2 separate regions of the Sus scrofa genome follow, and region 2 is linked to region 1. Evidence: chromatin contacts called from public Hi-C data. All regions are on one chromosome and are shown on one strand. Each heading gives the region's core, a stretch centred on a gene start, on an enhancer-like site or on the middle of the called end of the contact. The rest is flanking DNA. Distances are from core to core; before and after follow the strand shown. Region 1 has its middle 88 kb from the start of FAM43A. Region 2 has its middle 240 kb from the start of FAM43A.

What was found. Hi-C and Micro-C count contacts between places; a contact is called where the count stands out from the background.
Region 2: a Hi-C map of skeletal muscle shows a contact between it and region 1, with 4 times the contacts expected there. The contact joins two enhancer-like sites. A contact is called at or near these places in 3 of 47 Hi-C or Micro-C datasets (psoas muscle and skeletal muscle) and 1 of 2 datasets of contacts at active chromatin or transcription factors (skeletal muscle).

Annotation. Positions count from the first base shown.
Region 1 is chr13:131,748,150-131,752,876 of Sscrofa11.1, forward strand. No RefSeq gene overlaps it. Among named protein-coding and RNA genes, the nearest start is that of FAM43A, 88 kb to the left of the region's middle. Within about 2 kb of position 2,797, at least 9 of the 83 cell types and tissues checked have an H3K27ac peak or open chromatin away from gene starts, as enhancers often do. A contact at or near this core is called in skeletal muscle, where this site is marked.
Region 2 is chr13:131,903,823-131,908,549 of Sscrofa11.1, forward strand. No RefSeq gene overlaps it. Among named protein-coding and RNA genes, the nearest start is that of FAM43A, 240 kb to the left of the region's middle. Within about 2 kb of position 2,074, at least 2 of the 83 cell types and tissues checked have an H3K27ac peak or open chromatin away from gene starts, as enhancers often do. A contact at or near this core is called in skeletal muscle, where this site is marked.

The sequences.
Region 1 (4,727 bases), core at 1,547-4,046:
CAAAGATGGGCAGTGAAAGGATGACTCAGAATCAGAGCTTGAGAATAGCTGCAAGAGGTTTCAGATTCCATCAATGAGCATAAAATGTCTAGAAAGTTGATAAAATCCTCCAGAGCTCAAGGCTGGGGGCCACAGAATCCTGGGCTGGAGTGGAGGGCAGTGGGTAGGAGGCTCTGTTAAGCAAAGTGTTTATTTTTGTGCATTTTTTTTTTGTCTTTTTGCCTTTTCTAGGGCCGCTCCCGCGGCATATGGAGGTTCCCAGGCTAGGGGTCTAATCGGAGCTGTAGCCACTGACCTACACCAGAGCCACAGCAATGCGGGACCCGAGCTGCGTCTCCAACCAGATCCGAGCCGCGTCTGCGAACTACATCACAGCTCACGGCAACACCGGATGCTCAAGCCACTGAGCAAGGCCAGGGATTGAACCCACAACCTCATGGTCCCCAGTCGGATTCGTTAACCACTGCGCCATGACAGGAACTCCAATTTTTGTGCATTTTGATTGAGGTGCACGATTTAAGGATTGTGAAAGATGGTGTAGACATGAAGTACAATGTGAATCGCAGTTAGAAGAATACTAAAGGAAGGTGCACTTGTACCATGGAATGGGGTACAGTCGTTTAAATGATACAGATTTGTATTTATTGATATATGATTGACTAGTTAATGTAAGTCAAAAGAGAGCAGATAGTACAGCATGGAATTTTCTCATTTGTGTAGAATTGTACACATTCTTACAAGTGCAAGACATGTCTGGGGTGAGTGATGGTCTCCAAGCTTTAAGTAGGTCTGCATGGCAGGATTTCATGTGGTTTCTCCTGCTTCCGTGTTGTTTTGAGTCAACACGACGAGGCGCTGCAGATGCATGTTCTCTTGTCCACTTGTGTTGCTGATCCCAGAGAGTGAAATGCATCCCCACAGGCTGGTGGTTTTTATTAGCCATTCCTCACATGACATCTAGAGCCAATTGGACATGCTCATTCTCTCAGTGACCAAGGTGACAGCCCTGGCAGCCACGTGCAGGGCTGTAGTGGGAGTGGAAGTGACTGGGCCACCACCGACCGGCTCAGGCTCCCTCTCAGTGCTCACTGTTTACCTGAGCGCTGCCCACCAGGCTCCTCTGGGAGCAGCAGGTCCCCCAGCCAGTGTCAAGCCCTTAGTTCATCCTCCCGCCTTTTCCACAGAGGCTCTGGGTCCCTCTGCATTTGCTTCCCTGTCTCCTGGAGGCTCCCACGAGCATGGACCCAGGCCTGTCAGGTGTCGCAGAGTTTGTGTCCATAGCCCCCTTCCTGCACAAGGCCACTGGTCGTTCTCCTTAGCCCCCCACGTGCCAGGAACTTGTCCTCTGGGGGCCCTGGTGTGTCTTGAGGGCTCATCGGGTGTGAGATGGGAGCGAGTCACTTTGCTTTCTGAGCCTCGGTCCCTCCCCTGTAAATAAGAATCATAATCTACCTGACAGAGGATCAAAGAGATGATGTTTATGGAAGTGCTTTGTAGACTTTGAAGCCTTCTTTCAGTAGGGAAATTGGCAAGACAGCAGGGGCTTGGGAATTAGACCTGGATCCAGATGAGGTCCCTCCACGTAAATATCGGAAGATTTGGGGCAAGTCAAGCACCTGTTCACAGCCTCAGTCTCTGACCTGTAACATGGGCTCATTCTGCTCTTTGTCCCCGCTCACCGACCTGAAACCTTCCTGCCGGAACGGTCATCTGTGAAATCTCCAGAGAACCAAGGCTTGGCTTCAACTTTCTCAAGAGCAATTATTCAGATGTTGTGGGGGCAGGGGTTCCCTGTGGCTGGAACCCAGCCTCCCCCACCTTGTTTTTATTTTTACGCCCCCGAAGTCCAAAACCAGCTGTCTGAATCACTCCCGAACAGAGCCAAAACAATTTTCATGCGTCACAGGAGGCCACAGGCTCCAGCCACGCCTCAGGATGATGTACTAAAAATATCTTCCCAGCACTATTTTTAAGGCCCTGCAGGCTGCTAACCACAGGTGGAGAGAGAACTCCTCACTGCCTGCATGCAAACTCCAAGTTTATGGCCAGGTGGGGCCTTGGGTCAGTTAAGGAGCTGGACTTAAACCCCCACATCCTCCTCTCTGACCACAGGGATAGCTGACGGTGCAAGGCCACCCTGCAAGTACAGCCTTGCCTTCTCCGGGGACACTGCCAGGCAGACAGGGCCACCATTATGTCAGCTGTGTCAACCTTTCCACACTGGACAGTCTCTGAACCCCTGACACAGAGGCTTCTGCCAAGCCAGGGCAGTGGACGTTCATCCCTCATGTTCAAATGATCATTTATAATTTTGAAAGCATATTCATATCTATTCCTTCCCTGATCCTCATGGCACTCCTGCTAATTGGATATTACTATCCCCATTTCTCAGATTAGGAAAATAAAGGATTATTTGTGCTCTTGCAACATCCCTGTTAGGGTATAGAATGCAAAACAAATTCTTGGGTGTATCTGAAGGTGGGATGACCGTGGCCAGCACAGGATAGGCTCAGCGTTCCCTTCTCAGACGGCTACACAGCGCCACACCCACCTCCCCTAGAATAAGACTTCTCACTATCCTTTCACTCATTCATTCATTCATTTGAATACCCATTCCCTGAATACCCATGCCAGGCCAGGCCCACCCTGTGCTAGGCTCAGAGGTAAATGTCACCCCTGTCTCGGGGAGGTGACAGCGACAGGACACAATTCCTAAGTACATGTTGGGCACAGGGTGGTGGCAGACGTCATGAAAAGCTTCAGGAGTGAGGTCATCCCTATGGGTGTCTGAAGGCTGAGTGGCAAATAGAAGAGCCAGATGGGGGAGGAGCAGCCTGGGTCAGGCGGGAGGCACTGGGAGTGTGTGGAAGGGAAATGCAGGTCAGATCCGGTGTGGCCAGGAGGCAATGACCGTGAGGCTGGTCCATCAGCAGGGTCAGGGTGGAGGCACAGGGCTGTCTGGAGGGCGGCGGGAGTCACTGGAGGTTCTCAGCAGAGAACAGCATGATTGCATGGGGGTTTTGGAGGCGTCCTTGTGCTGGCTGTGTGGAGGACTGGAGGGGAGCAAGGCTGGGGAGAAGGAGGCCAGATGGAGGTTGTTAAAATAGTTCAGGTGAGACAGAATCAGGGCCTGGACAGAGATAGGTGGAGTCAGAGAGGATGAAAAAGCAGAATCTGATCCTAGAGGTACTTAAAAGTAATTAAAAGGTAGGCTGAAAATTAGTCACAGGGCTTAGTGACCCATTGGATGTGTGAAGACAGGAGGAATGAGTCTGAGGTCTGCCCAGGGTCAACTCTGGGTGACTGGGAGCAGGCCGGTGCCTTTCGGGGAGCAGGGGACACAGAGGAGGAGTAGGTGGAGGGGAAGGGCAGGCTTGGTTTGAGTCTGCTGTGGTAAGGAGCCACTGGGACATCCAAGCGGCCACATGAAGCAGGATGTCAGATATATAATTGGGAGCTCAGAGGAGAAATTAGGCATGGATGTATCAGTTTGGAAGGGGGTGGGGAGTTGATAAAATCTGTAGAGCAGTGGGTCTCATTCTCACTCTCACTGAAACCAACGGGAGAGCTTAAATGAGAAGAAAAGGAAAGATACTGGTATCTGGGGCCTGCTTCCAGAATTCAATTACTGATTCAGTTACTGCAGATATGGGCCTTGGCATCGGTATGTGTGTATACACACACACACACACACACACACATATATGTATACACGTACCAATGCAAGTATATAACTGTATTTATTATAGATATATATGTATACATATGCATATTTCAGAAAACATTTTTAAAATAAAAGATTTATTCGCAAATCATTTAATTCATTCATTTATAGGGTACATTCAATATTTATGAATATATGTAACTATCATCATTATCTATTTTAAAATATATTCATCATCCTGAAAAGAAACCCTGTACCTATTAGTAGTCGCTTCCCATTTCCCTGCAAAACTCCCAGTTCCAGGTCACCACTAATCTACTCTCTGTGTCTATAATTTTGCCTACTCTGGACATTTCACATAAAGTGAATCGTGTAGCACGTGGCTTTTTGTAATTGGCTTCTGCACTTAGCATAATGTTTTAAGGTACATATCATTACTTATTTATTTTTATTTATTATTTAATTTTTTTACTTTTTATTTATTTTATTATTGTATGGCTATGCCACATTTTCTTTATGCATTCATCTGTTGATGGACATTTTGAATATTTCCAGCTTTTGGCTGATATGAATATCACTACAGCCACTCATGTACAAGTTTTTTTTGGCATATATTTTCACTGCTCTTGACTATCTATATTCCAGGGGTGGAATTGCTAGGTCATAGGGTAAATTCTGTGTTTAACATTTTGAGGCAGACTGTTTTCCAGAGTGGCTGCATCAGTTTTTAATCCTATCAGCAATGCACGAGGGTTCCAACTTCTCCACATCCTCACCAGCACTTGTTGGTGTCTTTAAAAAATTTTTTTAAATATAGTTGATTTACAATGTTGTATTAGTTTCAGGTGTATAGCAAAGTGATTCATATATATATTTGTATACATATATATTAGATTCATTTCCTTTATAGATTATTATAAGGTATTAAATATGCTCCCTGAGGCATCAGTGTATTTTAAAAGTTCCCGGGTGCACCTTGTAACTAGCCAGGGTTGAGAAACACGGCTATGGAGTTGTGATGATGGAGCAGAGATGGTCTGGACAGATGGCAGATGGACAGGCC
Region 2 (4,727 bases), core at 824-3,323, 150 kb after region 1:
CCATGGCATACGGAGGTTCCTGGGCTAGGGGTCCACTCAGAGCTGTAGCTGCTCACCTACACCACAGCCACAGCAATCCGAGCTGCATCTGCGACCTATGCCGCAGCTCACAGCAATGCGGGATCCTTAACCCGCCAAACCTGCGTCCTCATGGATGCTAGTCGGGTTCATTAACCGCTGAGCCATGACAGGAACTACTTAGCATAATGTTTTTAAGGTACATTCATGTTGTAGCATTGTCAGCACTTCATTCCTTTTTACGCTTGACTAACATTCCATTCTATAGACATATTTTATTTTGCTTATTCATTCAGCAGTGGAAAGACATTCAGATTTTTTCTATCCTCTACCTTTTATGAATAATGATGCTCTAAACATTCATACATGGGTTTTCCTGTGGATGTACATTTGCATTTCTCTTGGATGTATACCTAGGAATAGAATTGCTGGGTCATGCGGTAACTCTGCATTTGACCATTTGAGGAATTGCTAGACTGTTTTCCAAAATGACTCCAGTTTTACATTCCCACCTATGTAATGTGGTAGAGTGGTGTATAAGAGTTCCAATTTCTTCACATTCTCACCAACGCTTGTTATGATCTGTCTTTTTGATTAAAGCCATCCCAGTGGGTGCAAACTGGTATCTCATTGTGGTTTAGATTTTCATTTCCCTGGTGGCTAATGACATTGGCCACATTTTCATGTGCTTATTGACCGCCTGTCTATCTTTTTGGAGAAATGTCTATTCAAGTCCTTTGCCTACTCTTGATCTGGATTTTTTTTTTTTTATGAGTTGTATTTCCTCCTGCTTTGATGTTGTTATTTTCCACTCAACCTTTTTTGGTAAACATTCCTTTGATCTTTTGACAAATCAGTCATCCTGGGTCAACTTTTCACATGCTTTCCAGGTATTTTTCTTTTAAAATGTCATTTTCCAGGCAGGAACTAATTGTAGAGAACATTTGTCTGGTAATCGCTGTTGTTTTGACAGCCCAGCATCTGAAACCCTTCCCCCATGCTTGTGAATTTACCACCTTATGAGTCATGATAGGAAGCAGAGCCCTCCTCCCACCGTGGAGCCAAGAAGGCTAGATTTGTGTTTTTCCAGCCTCCCTTGTAACAAGGACAGGAGTACATGGTTAGACTCAGCCAATCAGATTCCACTGCCCCAGATATGAGCCAGGATCTGATGTTAAAAAACAATAGGGTCAACAGAAAAAGCATTCCAGGGATGGCAGAATCTGTGGTTGTGATGCCAGTCCTGAGGGAGGGGACAGCAGCAGGAGTGGTGGAGCCAACAGTAACAAGCGCTTGGCATCCCGGGGTGGAAGGGATTCCAGCTGATGCCTTGTATTTCCCAGCAGATGTGACAACAGCATCCTCCCCAGTCTGGTTCTGGGCTGCAGTTCGGGTATGAAACTGAGCACTGCTAGCCTTCTCTGTTCTGAGATATTTTCTTTTCTTGTTCAGGGCCAAACTCACAGCATATAGAGGTTCCCAGGCTAGGGGTGAAATAGGAGCTGCAGCTGCCAGCCTATGCCACAGCCACAGCAATGCTGGATCGTTAACCCAGGGTTAGAACCCGAATCCTCATGGATACTAGTTGGGTTCGTTACCGCTGAGCCACAGTGGGAACTCATGGACTATTTTCTAAGCTCTAAAGTCTCTTTTTGGTTTAAATGAGCAAAACAGCTTTCTATTGTTGCCACTGAGAAGCCTGACCAAAGATGATGTTTCTCTTCCTGGGAAATGCCTCCTTTATAACTGACTCTGTCTCTTTGTGTTTTACAAAAACCGTAATGTCATATTGCTCTACATTTTTAAACGTGCTTCAACATTTTGAGGAAATAATATATCAGTTACATATTTTCTAATGGTTTTTTAAATGATTCCCTTTCTCTTTACATGAGACTTGGAAAGCTCATCTTCAGTGGCATAGAGAAGGATCTGTAACTTTCTAACCACTTCACTTTTAACTTAATCCATTTTGGATCGTGGTAACTTTAGCTCATTTCGCCAGCCAAAGTGGCTAATTAAAGCAGAAGTCGAGTTACCTCCGGGAGCTATTTTCAGTGACACAGCTTCTAACTTTGCCAAATTCAATGCTATTACTCGCCCAAATTGTTGGGCGCCTTGCATGCACTTGAAACAGATGCCAATGCGGATGTCTCGTGGGCTGAGTCAAGCCCCAGGGGTTTGTATTGTCACTGAGCACAGGCGGACACTGCCAGCAGCAATGCTCCAGGGCCATCAGGTCCTCACCAGCTGCAGGAAGGACCCCGCCCCCTGGGGCAGAGTGCACTTCAAAGACATCAGAGGCAGAATCTTGGGGGAAGTTGGGGCAAGATAAAGACCGAGCACCTAGATTGAGAGAGCAGGGCAGTGCTGGCCCTCTAGAATGGTACATGCTGCTTATTTGCAAATGGCACAATCTTTTCTAGGTATCGAAGTCCTTCAGGAATGTGTCAAGTTCCCATCTTGCACCAAACACATGGAAATACTAGGTAAAACACCATAAATTAAAATGGTCAACCTAAAACCAAGATCCAAAGCTATGTGGATGCTCAAATGAAGAGGAGATTCAAAGAGATGATAGGGGTTGAACCCACCCTGCATATGCCTTAGAGGTTGATTTATAGCATTGTGTCAATTTCTGCTGTACAGCACAGTGACCCAGACGTACGTATGTATCTCAATGACAGCAGGTAAGAGAAAGCTTACAAGACATAAAAAGGAGAAACTGTTTAAAAATTAATAGATTAGTTTCTATCAAAATCAAAATATCTTGTCACGAGGAAGTGACATTAGAAACTGAAAATACAACAGCCAAAAAGTATTTTGAGAGTATATAAAGACCTTCTTTCTACATCTCAGTGAGAAAAAAGACATTCAGCCCAACCGAAAGCAGGGTAAGAGATATGAAGAGGTAATCGCAGAAGAGGAAACGCAAAGGGCCAATGAACACCTGAAAAAATGCTCAGCTTCCTAAGAACTCATGGAAAACAAATTAAAGCATTATGATACCATTTCATTCCTCATGCCTTGAAAAAAATCAAAGGTCCAATACTAATCTATTTGAGAATGTGAGGGAATAGGAACATATACGCTGCATGTCAGGGGATAAATTAGCACAGCCTCTAGAGGACGGCTTTGCAGTTTTCATCTTAAGTGAAAAATACACACATGATATGACCTAGCAAATTCCTGAGGTATCAACCCTAGAAAAATTCTTCTATGTGGGTAAGGAGACAGCTCAGCACTGTTGTAATAATGAAGTAAACATCCTAAATTTCCAAATTAAAAAATTAGCAAATAAATTTCCATCAAGGAAATAATGAATAAAATAAGAGTGATATATATTAATTAGCAGCAGTTAAAATGAATGAACTAAATCTTTATGTCTCAATATGGACAGATTCCCCCAAAGCCTACACTGAGTGAAAAAAGCAAAGGGGCAGGAGTTCCCATTGTAGCTCAGCAGTTTCCAAACCCAACTAGTATCCATGAGGGTACAGGTTCGATCCCTGGCCTTGCTCAGTGGATTAGAGATTCAGCATTGCCGTGAGCTGTGGTGTAGGTTGCAGGTGCGGCTCAGATCTGGTGTTGCTGTGGCTGTGGTGTAGGCCGGCACCTACAGCTCCCATTTGACCCTAGTCTGGGAACTTCCATATGCCATGGGTGCAGCTCTAAAAAGCAAAAACAAACAGCAGAAAGACACATAAAGCAAAAACAAACGAACAAAAAGGGGTAGAAAGCTATATAAAATCAATAAAATTTCTTTATATTACTATATATTTTTTTTAAATACAGAAGATAAGACTTTACATTGCTCATGGGCACACATATATGTTATTAACATTTTTAAGGTGGACAAGAAGGAACATCAAATTTATGACAATAATTTCCTAGGGAAAGGTAAGGAAGGAAATAGGATTGGATAATGATAAAATTGAGATTCAAATTTCAGGGATTTTTCTTTTTAAAGCTCCCTGTGGGAGTAGCCTGCAGCTGAGTCTTCAAATTTCACAGTGCTTAGCACCTTTCCCCTCTCTGATCTGCTTCTCCCACTCTTCCCTGTTTCTCCCAGGAGAACTTCCCTAATAAACCTTGTGCACGTGGGTCCTCATCCAGGGTCTGCTTCTAGGGAGCCCGTCCTAGGACAATGACCAATGGCATCAAGTCTCTCCCCCACTCTCCAGCCCGGCCCTCTTTGGTAGGCCGAAAAGTGGGCCCCCAAAGATCCTGATCTCCAGGGCCCGTGAATGTTACCTCATAGTGGGGGGAAAAAAAGAGTCTTTGCAAACATGACTAAATGAAAAGTCTTGAGAAGGGGAAACTATCCTGAATTACCTGGACAGGCCCTAAATGGATTGCATCTCCTTATTAGAGAGGTGGAAGGAGTTTTGATGCTGTACATAGAAGAGAAGGCCAGGTAAAGACAGATCAGGGAGAGAGACTTGAAGATGCCAGCCTTAAAGACTGGAGTGAGGGACCCACAAACCAGGGAATGCTGGCAACCACCGGAAGCTGGAAGAGGCAAGGAATGGATTCTCCCCTAGCGCCTCTGGAGGCAGCATGGCCCTGCTGGTACCTTGATTTTGGACTTCTATACTCCAGAGCTGTGACAGGATAAGTTTCCGTTGTTCTAAGCCACCCAGTTTATGGTAGTATGTTACAGTGGCCACAGGAAATGAATATGCGCTCCTCCTAATATAAACTCTACTTCC